3 separate regions of the Rattus norvegicus genome follow, and all the other regions are linked to region 3. A link is a contact called in public Hi-C data. All regions are on one chromosome and are shown on one strand. Each heading gives the region's core, a stretch centred on a gene start, on an enhancer-like site or on the middle of the called end of the contact. The rest is flanking DNA. Distances are from core to core; before and after follow the strand shown.

What was found. A called contact is a pair of places that touch in the nucleus more often than the background predicts.
Region 1: a contact with region 3 is called in a Hi-C map of the A7r5 cell line, with 2.1 times the contacts expected there. The contact joins the enhancer-like site here to the promoter of Garem1 in region 3. A contact is called at or near these places in 3 of 12 Hi-C or Micro-C datasets (the A7r5 cell line, liver and mammary epithelial cells).
Region 2: a Hi-C map of liver shows a contact between it and region 3, with 2.7 times the contacts expected there. The contact joins the enhancer-like site here to the promoter of Garem1 in region 3. A contact is called at or near these places in 4 of 12 Hi-C or Micro-C datasets (kidney, liver and mammary epithelial cells).

Annotation. Positions count from the first base shown.
Region 1 is chr18:12,791,628-12,794,327 of GRCr8, forward strand. All of the region lies in intron 2 of Garem1 (GRB2 associated regulator of MAPK1 subtype 1), which reads right to left. Among named protein-coding and RNA genes, the nearest start is that of Garem1, 67 kb to the right of the region's middle. Within about 2 kb of position 1,359, at least 5 of the 93 cell types and tissues checked have an H3K27ac peak or open chromatin away from gene starts, as enhancers often do. A contact at or near this core is called in the A7r5 cell line, where this site is marked.
Region 2 is chr18:12,770,633-12,773,332 of GRCr8, forward strand. The region is part of intron 2 of Garem1 (GRB2 associated regulator of MAPK1 subtype 1); the gene reads right to left. It overlaps LOC120098265 (a long non-coding RNA gene), which reads left to right. Exons shown (of 2, transcript XR_010059638.1): 1 at 1-2,700. Among named protein-coding and RNA genes, the nearest start is that of Garem1, 88 kb to the right of the region's middle. Within about 2 kb of position 1,424, at least 13 of the 93 cell types and tissues checked have an H3K27ac peak or open chromatin away from gene starts, as enhancers often do. A contact at or near this core is called in liver, where this site is marked.
Region 3 is chr18:12,858,941-12,861,640 of GRCr8, forward strand. Garem1 (GRB2 associated regulator of MAPK1 subtype 1) reads right to left here and starts at 1,279. Exons shown (of 6, transcript NM_001427249.1): 1 at 790-1,279. The coding sequence starts at 910.

The DNA of each region.
Region 1 (2,700 bases), core at 109-2,608, 67 kb before region 3:
CTGGAGGGCATCTTCTGCTTGTGATGGTTGAAGGCCCTTGTCACCCACCCCTAGAGCAAAGCATTTCTCCTTACTACAACGGTTTAACAGAGGTTGGCCTGCAGTCCCAATACAGCACCCCTGCCTATCAGTGTCAGCGGGAGCTGCCTGTTTCAGGGCATCATTGGAACATGGCTGAAAGAAGTCTTGTTTCTGAAGGCTGAAATAGCTCCGTTTGGTTAAACTAATTCACTGAATCCGTATACCTCCCAGGTCTGTGCTAGATGCTTACAAGGTCATGCGACATACACAGGTGTGGCCACCAGGGGCCTTTAGAAACGAGAGGATAAGCTGGGCATAGTGCCGCACACATTTAAACTTCTGGAAGGCACAGGTAGGTGGATCTCTGTGAGTTCAAGGCCAGGCTGGTCTACATAGCAAGTTCCAGGACGGCAAGAGCTACATAGTGAGACTCGGTCTCAAAATAATAAAAACAAATCAAATAAACACCCCCTCCCCCCCAGTGGAAGAGTTAGAGCCAGAGAAGCCCTGGGCACAAACTGCTGCGGAGATTCTGAAGAGGAGGGGAAAAAAGATGGCCTCCCCAGTGCGTGGAAGGAGGGAGAAGGGGCTGGAGGACAACAGCATTTGAGGGAACAGTGCAGTTGAACAGTGGCTGGGATGTGTGAGTCCTCTACACAAGAAACAGAGGACCGTAAGTCATGTCAAACCTGTATGAGCAGTGCCAGCTTTGTGGGGGACTTGAGGGTCAGCAGGAGCTGAAGGTTGTATTCACATGGGAGACAATGCTAGAAACGTCTGACCAGCAGTTAGGATAAGCAGAGCAAAAGTAACCCGACCTTTACATAGAACCCCCAATGAGAAAGTAGGGTTTCCAGGGCAGGTGACATATCAGGTGGCGTGTGGCAGGACTGAGGAAGTGTCACTAAGAAGACAGGAGTTTTGGGCCAAGGAGGAAAGCCAGGGTGAACGAAGCCCAGCCTGGTGTCCAGTTACAGAGAGAGGCTGAGACCCTGAAATGGGGTATGCAGGACTACTAGGACACTTGCCACCCGGGGTGGAAACCCTTAGCTGAAGGACTGGAACGTTCGCGTCTATGACCTACCGTGCTTCATTTCCTGACAAGGACTTTTAACGTCTGTAGATAAAATCTCTGTGTTTTGCTTGCTTTACACTCACTCGTTGGCCTGAGTCACTCCGAGGGTCAGAGCCCAGGATGTTCTGTAAATGAGTTCTGACAAGCTGGGGGGACTGTGTCATATACGCCCCACTGCAAACTAATATGGCAGTGTCTGAATCATCCCTCCTCTTGCATCCCATGGAAGGCGTGAGCATGCTACGCTCGGTTTGCTGTTGTTCTGTGTCTACTGACAACTACCAGAAGGGTCAGTCAGTCTTTAGAGAAAGCCACCACTCAACTTCCCTGGGTAGTGAGTCACAAAGGCATTCAATGATTCTAATCCCAAGAAACGGCACCCAATGACTTCGGGGAGTGTTATTAGCATCGGACTTGGTTGGAAGGTCTGTTTTCTCCAAAGAGAAAAAGCTCAAATTTACCCCTAGAAGCTAAAAGGGAACCTTTGAGAAGAGCAGAGGTACAAATCCAACATGGAAATCAAATTACGAAGTGAGATGCACATGTTCCCACCTGAGCTATAAACACTCCATTAACAGCGAGGGCACAGGCGGCTTTTCAAGCTTTCCACCCACACTGATCACATTACGTCATAGGTTACACTGGACTGGACCTGGACTCAGCCCCTTCCAGCACCAACTTTCCACTGAGTACCTGGACAGAAGAGACTGAGCGCAGCAGCCAAGAAGATCTGAGCCCAACATGCTACTCCTATCCTGAGCCCCACATAGCATCCCTGTTCTGAACCCCACATACCACCCCTGTCCTGACCCCCCCCCACATACCACCCCTGTCCTGAACCCTACATGCCACTTGTGCTTCGTGTTAGAAGTGAATTTCTTCCAATCCTAGGGTTCCTGTTTGTAGACACAGTAGACAACTGACAGGGTGTACAAGATTAAACAAGCTGAAATGGGGAAGTCACAACTAAGAGAGTTTATAGCTTTTATTATAGTTTTATTAAAGGTATCTCCTTAGTATTTATAGAACCATCAAGGAAAGTCACATTGCATGATGTCAAATAACTACGAATATATTGGTTCATAGTCTCTTTCCATATCTTCCATTAAAAAGCATTTTATATATCTATATCAAAATCACATTTATCTTTTAATAATACTTTGTTAAGAATTAAGAACAATTCCTATTACAATCAGGACAGCAACATCACATCCAACAAAATCAGTAAAACATCATGCTAGCCATTATTACTGGGGTTGAGGAGCAGGGACTGAAGCCAGGGCTCACCCCCAGTGTACCCTAGGTTATTATTTGAAGCAATGAGAAGTAGATTAGCCATGCTGAAACTGTATCAAGGATTGGTGGCAATCTTCAATTTATTCTTTCAGGAAAGTAGATATTTATGTAATGTTTCATTCTTGCTTTGAGTCAAGTATTAATCCCATCTGACCATATATAAGTACAATGGGCTGGCAAGAGTGTCAGGAGGCATACTAAGAGTGGGCTTTGGTATGCTGTGAGAGAAGAGGTGGGAGCAGCTTTTATTAAAACTCTCTCTCTCTTTCTCTCTCTCTCTCTCTCCACACACACACACCTGTTTTCCC
Region 2 (2,700 bases), core at 174-2,673, 88 kb before region 3:
AGTCTCATGATTGTTCAGTCTTAGAACTCCCCAAAGTAAAAATACCCAGAATAAAAGAGGTGAATAATCCAAGCTTTCCTGCTATAGATTTTGAGGATTTTTTTTTTAAAATCACAAAATAATTAATAAACACATACTTCTGATTCTTGGAACAAAGTTTTCTATTTTTTCTTATTGATCAGCAAATTATTCTTCTCCTCTACCCACTAATGCCTGTTTAAAGTCCTCCAATACATAATTATGGCAAGATCTCCTCCTCCTACCACTGAGAACCTGTAACTATTAGGAACTGAATGAGGGTCTCACCTGTCGTTGTTCTAACATGGCACTAGCAAGCCAACTGGAAGGCTTTTGCTCATCTCACACAATGATAAATAAGCAGAAGCAGGATTTAAATCTACAAAGTTGTGACATGCACTTCCTAAGAGAACCATTTTTATAATGAATTGAAGACCAAATATTTCTACTTTTGCTGTCTAAATCTAAGCTCTCTGCTCTATCAATGACGTTGTGTACATATGATATTTTTGTATCTATGCTCATGGAGAAATCAGTCTGTACTTTAAAAAGTCTGAACTATTTTTTAAAAATAGCCTACAAAGCATTAGGCTTCATTTTTGCATTGTCAGATATAATTTATTTGTTGATTCTCTTCCCTTGGTTCTTCCTCATCTTTGTGTTCTTCCAGCCAGTTGCCTACACTGTGTTCTGTCACCCTCCTCTTCTAGTTGCATGACCTACAACCATTCCAGCACACACAGAGCCCTTCTGTAAAGCAGTAAGAGGGCAGTTCTAAGGCAACATTTCCAAAGGTGTTTTTGATCCTGGCAGCACAGTCCAGAGTGACCCCACTGCAATCTTTCTATTCTGATGATGGCTCTGTGCTTTTGGGGCACACTTCCATAGTTTTTAGTGACAGCCAATCTTAATTCCCTTGTTTGAAACTCTCTTTCTTATATAAGCTTACAAGTGAGTCCCATGAACAGATCTGACCTGAACACAACATCTATTTAGTCCAACTTCTAAACCCTTGCGACATCTTGAACTCTGCACTTACAGCCTTTATCTCAGTGTAACCGCATCTCTTTCCTTTCGGCCCGTACTGTGAGCTTTGTGTCGACAGAGACCTACATTATCTTGTTCTACCCTGGATCTCTGTGTCTTGCTCGGGGAATGTGAAGGGTATGTGACCCAAATGGCTATCAACGGCCATTACAGACAGAAAGGCCCCATCAGTTCGACCTAGTGTTCTATGGCACTATGTTGTAATTTTCATCCTCTATAAAATGGCTTACCCCAAAACTCCAAGGGAAAAAAAAAGTCCTCATCTAAGCCTACAAAACAGAGCTATCTTCAGTATGCTGCAACCTTGAGCAATTTCCGTGAGTAAGTCAGAGCTATAAATAAAATAACAAGAGAAACAGTGGAACAAACGCATCCAAGTGAGTAGCATCATTTAGACACAATGTTCTGTGGGCAGCAATGGTCTCTGGGATACCATTAATGCTTTAACATTTTTTAAGGATCTCTTTGATGGATACCTTTAAAATGAATTAACTGAGTCATCAGGAATCCTGCCTCCTCTCTTCAGGCCATCCTTGCTAGCTGCTGTTGTCTGACTCCTCCGAGGTCTCCAGGACCCACTCAACTGAGCCCTGACCACAGAGATAGAATGTTATCCCGACTCTCTGTGTAGAGCTCTGGCAGTCTGGCTGTGGAGCGCTGAGGCTTGCATAGGAAAGGCCAGGGTTCATTCTGACCACGCACAAAGAGACGGTGGAGGGAGGCCCTTCGGAGTAGCATGCTTGTCCAGGACACCCTATGGTGTACGGTCAGGGACTCTAACCTGCCTGCAGCAGGCACTGTTCCACCACAGGAAGTCAGAGGAGGCTGGGTTCTCAGAGGGGCAGATTCAGTCCCAGATCCTTGTTTGGAGGCAGGTGTGTGACAGCCTGGTTTTCTAACCTAGAGACAATTGAAGCTTTCTCTTCCCCTGAAGGGTGCTGCAAGTTGAGCTTTCCATGTATGCTCCCCTCCCCCACTCCAGGAACATAATTTCAATAAGGATGTAGTTGACAGTTGAAAACAACCCCTCTCCATGCCAGATTTCTCCTTTAAAAGAAGACAGCATTAACCGACAGACACTATTGCAGTGGCTGTCCTGGGTGTTCCACACTGTACCACTAAATTACCTCAACAAGAATGTCAGCCTACTCCAGTCACTGTGGTCTTATCCACTAGAAACAACAGGCCGTGAGGTCAGTGTCAGAGGAAGGAGTGGCAGATTCAGGCCAGATTCCAAACCTTGTATCTGTTTGCAGCAGGGCCAGAGGCCCGTTCCTGCCCTTGTCTGTAAACTACTGAGAGTTTGGTAACAGCAACAGCATAGAGCTAAAAAGTCTGCAAACTAGACTTTATCTCCTCCCTGCTGTGACACTTATAGGTGGTGACAAAACTGTGTGTGGTGGTGCTTCATTAAAGCAAAACAAACCTTGCCTTCGGCTTTACTGTTTAGTCAAACGCTCTCACAGCTCTAACAATTAGAGGGTATTTGTGTTAGTCAGTTTCTGTTGCTGTAACAAATACCTTACTAATGAACTTATAAGGAGAAAAGGTCTATTTTTGGCTTTCACATTTGAAGGTTCCAGTCCATAACTAGCTGGTTCTTGCTTCTGTGGGCCTTGGCAAGGCAGTGTATGA
Region 3 (2,700 bases), core at 29-2,528:
TCAATGTCACAACTCTCAATTCAAAGGTGTCCACTTGACTGCCACTACATATTTGCTTGCAGATGTCACAGTGCAGAATAATCTGTGCGTGTGTGGTGGTGGTGGTGGGGGATTCTTGGTTGTTTTCTCGAGGTCAGTTTCAGGAAATACTGGCATTTCTTGGTTCAAAGCTCAGATTGCAAATCAATATGTTTTAGTGGCTTAATTTTTCTTTCTAAGCTGGGAGAGCACTAAGCTAATAATTAACCTTAAACATACCATCACTTCTGCTAAAGATATTTTCTGCACACAGCCCCAAATCACTCGTTGTTGGGTTAAACAGAATAGATGAGCTGTAAAAAGAGGTCGCCAAGAAACGAGATTCTTTTCATTGGGTCACCTGGGAGCTTTTTCTCTGAAATCTGCAGCTTCTGGGTAAACACAGAGAGGGCGGGTAGGAGAGAGCACCCCAAGCAAGATACCACCCAGAGTCCAATTATTTTCGTCAGAAAGTTGCCTAAGATAACTTCAAGATTCCCAGATTGAGTAATTCTTGCGTCCAAGATTACTATCTGTAGGTTTCCACGATGTAAGGAAGGTGTCCTTATTAACTGCACTGCAAGGGTTCTGATTTGCACCTCTCCCGGCGGCGACGGCTGCTGCTGGGGAGAGTGGAGAGCAACGCGCCAGAGCTGCGGCAGCCTCTTGGGCCAACTAGACGGCTAGGGGCGAGGACAGACCCTCCAACACCCCCCACCCCCACCACCGGTCCCACCCTTCCTGGCAACCGTGCGCCCCGCAGGCACTCACCGCTGTCCAGCCGCGCGATCTGGGGCAGCCGGTAGGTGCTGACCAGCAGGTCGAGCGGCATAGCCACTGGGCTCCACTTCACATCCTTGAGGCTGCAGCCCAACGAGGGCGACGGGTCCATCTTCCCCGCCTCCTCCGGCCCCGCGCTCCGGCGCCCGCGCCACCGCTGGCTGGCTGGGGACTCCGTACTCCCGCCGCGGGCAGCCGGACAGCGAGGCACAGCGGCGGGGACGCTGGCGCCCGGCTTCAGCAGCCACACCGAGGCATGGCTGGCGCCCCGCGCCCTCAAGCCAGGAGAGCACTACAGGCGGCCCGGCTAGCTGCGGCGGCTCCCGCTCCGCCTCCGTCTCCCTTGGCCCCGGCTCTGCAATTGCGGCGGCCAGCCGCTCGCCTCCTCCTCCTCGGCCCTCTCCTAGCCTCCGCCTCGAGCACAGTGTGAGGAGGAGCCGCGGGTCCGAAGAACGCCATAGCAGCGCTCCCGGCACTGACTAATCAACAAGGTGCAAGGGACGCCTGCGCAGCCCGCCCCGGCACCGCCCCCGCGCCCGCCTCCCCTTAGGAGGCTCCGCCTTCCTGGAGCATAGGCTCCACCTCCTCAAGGAGGCCTGGCCTCTTTAACTCGGTCCCCGCCCCACGACACTAGCTCTACCCCTCTGAAGCTCGGGCTCTGCTTCCCTGGAACTCGGGCTCCACCTTCACTAGCTCCGCCTCCCTCCCAGTAGGCTCGGCTTTCCACATATCCCGCCCCTACATGACCACACCTTCTCATAGCTCCTCCTTCCCACCATAGCCACGCCCCTTCGTTAATATTCTTCAGGCCCCGCCTCTCGAAGCCCCGCCCCCTGCAGGCTCCGCCTTCGCACATTTACTGGCTAGGCGCTCTGTCTCCCTTCGAGGCGGCTCCCGGGACTGCGGTACCCGCTCTGCTGCGCTCCGCAAGCTTTGGCTCTCGCTCCCCCGTCCGACCGCTCTGGCGCCCTGCAGCCTTTCTCGGCGCGTCCTTGCTAGAGCCGGAGGTGCAGCCCTCTTCGAGGTTGGCAGTGATGAACTCTGATGTTGCCTCTGGCAGCTGCCGGTTGTCCACCTTTTAGTGACCTGGACAGGGAGAGCATGCTGGAGGCCGCTGTGGAGCCAGCCTTCTGAGGTGCTTCCCACCCAACCCCACGACCCCACAGACCAACTGGAAGTTTCTGTGACCAGCCCAAGTGTGACTGCGAGGCAGGGTGCAAAAGGGCCCGAGACACAGAAAGATGAGGAGTGTCACCGTCCAGGAGACCACCCTTCTCCTACGCACAGTGGGAAAGGGCAGGGAGGTTTTGTTCTAAGAACCAGGGATAATTCCCCTTTCCTAAACATGCTACCAGAACTTTTGAGGATGTCACAAAATGGCCCATTTTTTTGGGAGGCAGTGCTAGCATTCAACCGACAGGTTATTTTCTATAATACTGATGTCCACAGTTTTGAAATAGGGTTTGGTTGTTGCTAGCAGATCTCAGATAACAGAAGGGAGTGTGCGAGGTTCCTATTTTTCAGACACGCATCCGTCTTGTGTGTTGATTTTTTTTTTCACATGAAGTTAAACTATTGACATGAGCAGTTGATGAAGGGAACATGTTCCATCAATACATTTTCAGTATTCAGTGCTCGGTGCCCACGGGCCCTGAAAAGATCCCATTGCCTCGTAAAAGGTTAGCTTAAGATATATCTTCCCATAAGCAAGCTAGTGCGTGAGCTTTTGAGGAAAAACAAGAGACTTCCTCACTTCCTTCCCGGGACTCTCACTTCAGAATATTGTTTATATTATCTACTAAATTCTTCTGCTCAACTCTTTCATTCAGTGACATCATGTTAATTTTTTCAGTCGTGAAGAAAAAAAATTACATCAGAGATATGTAAATTTCTGAGATTCAC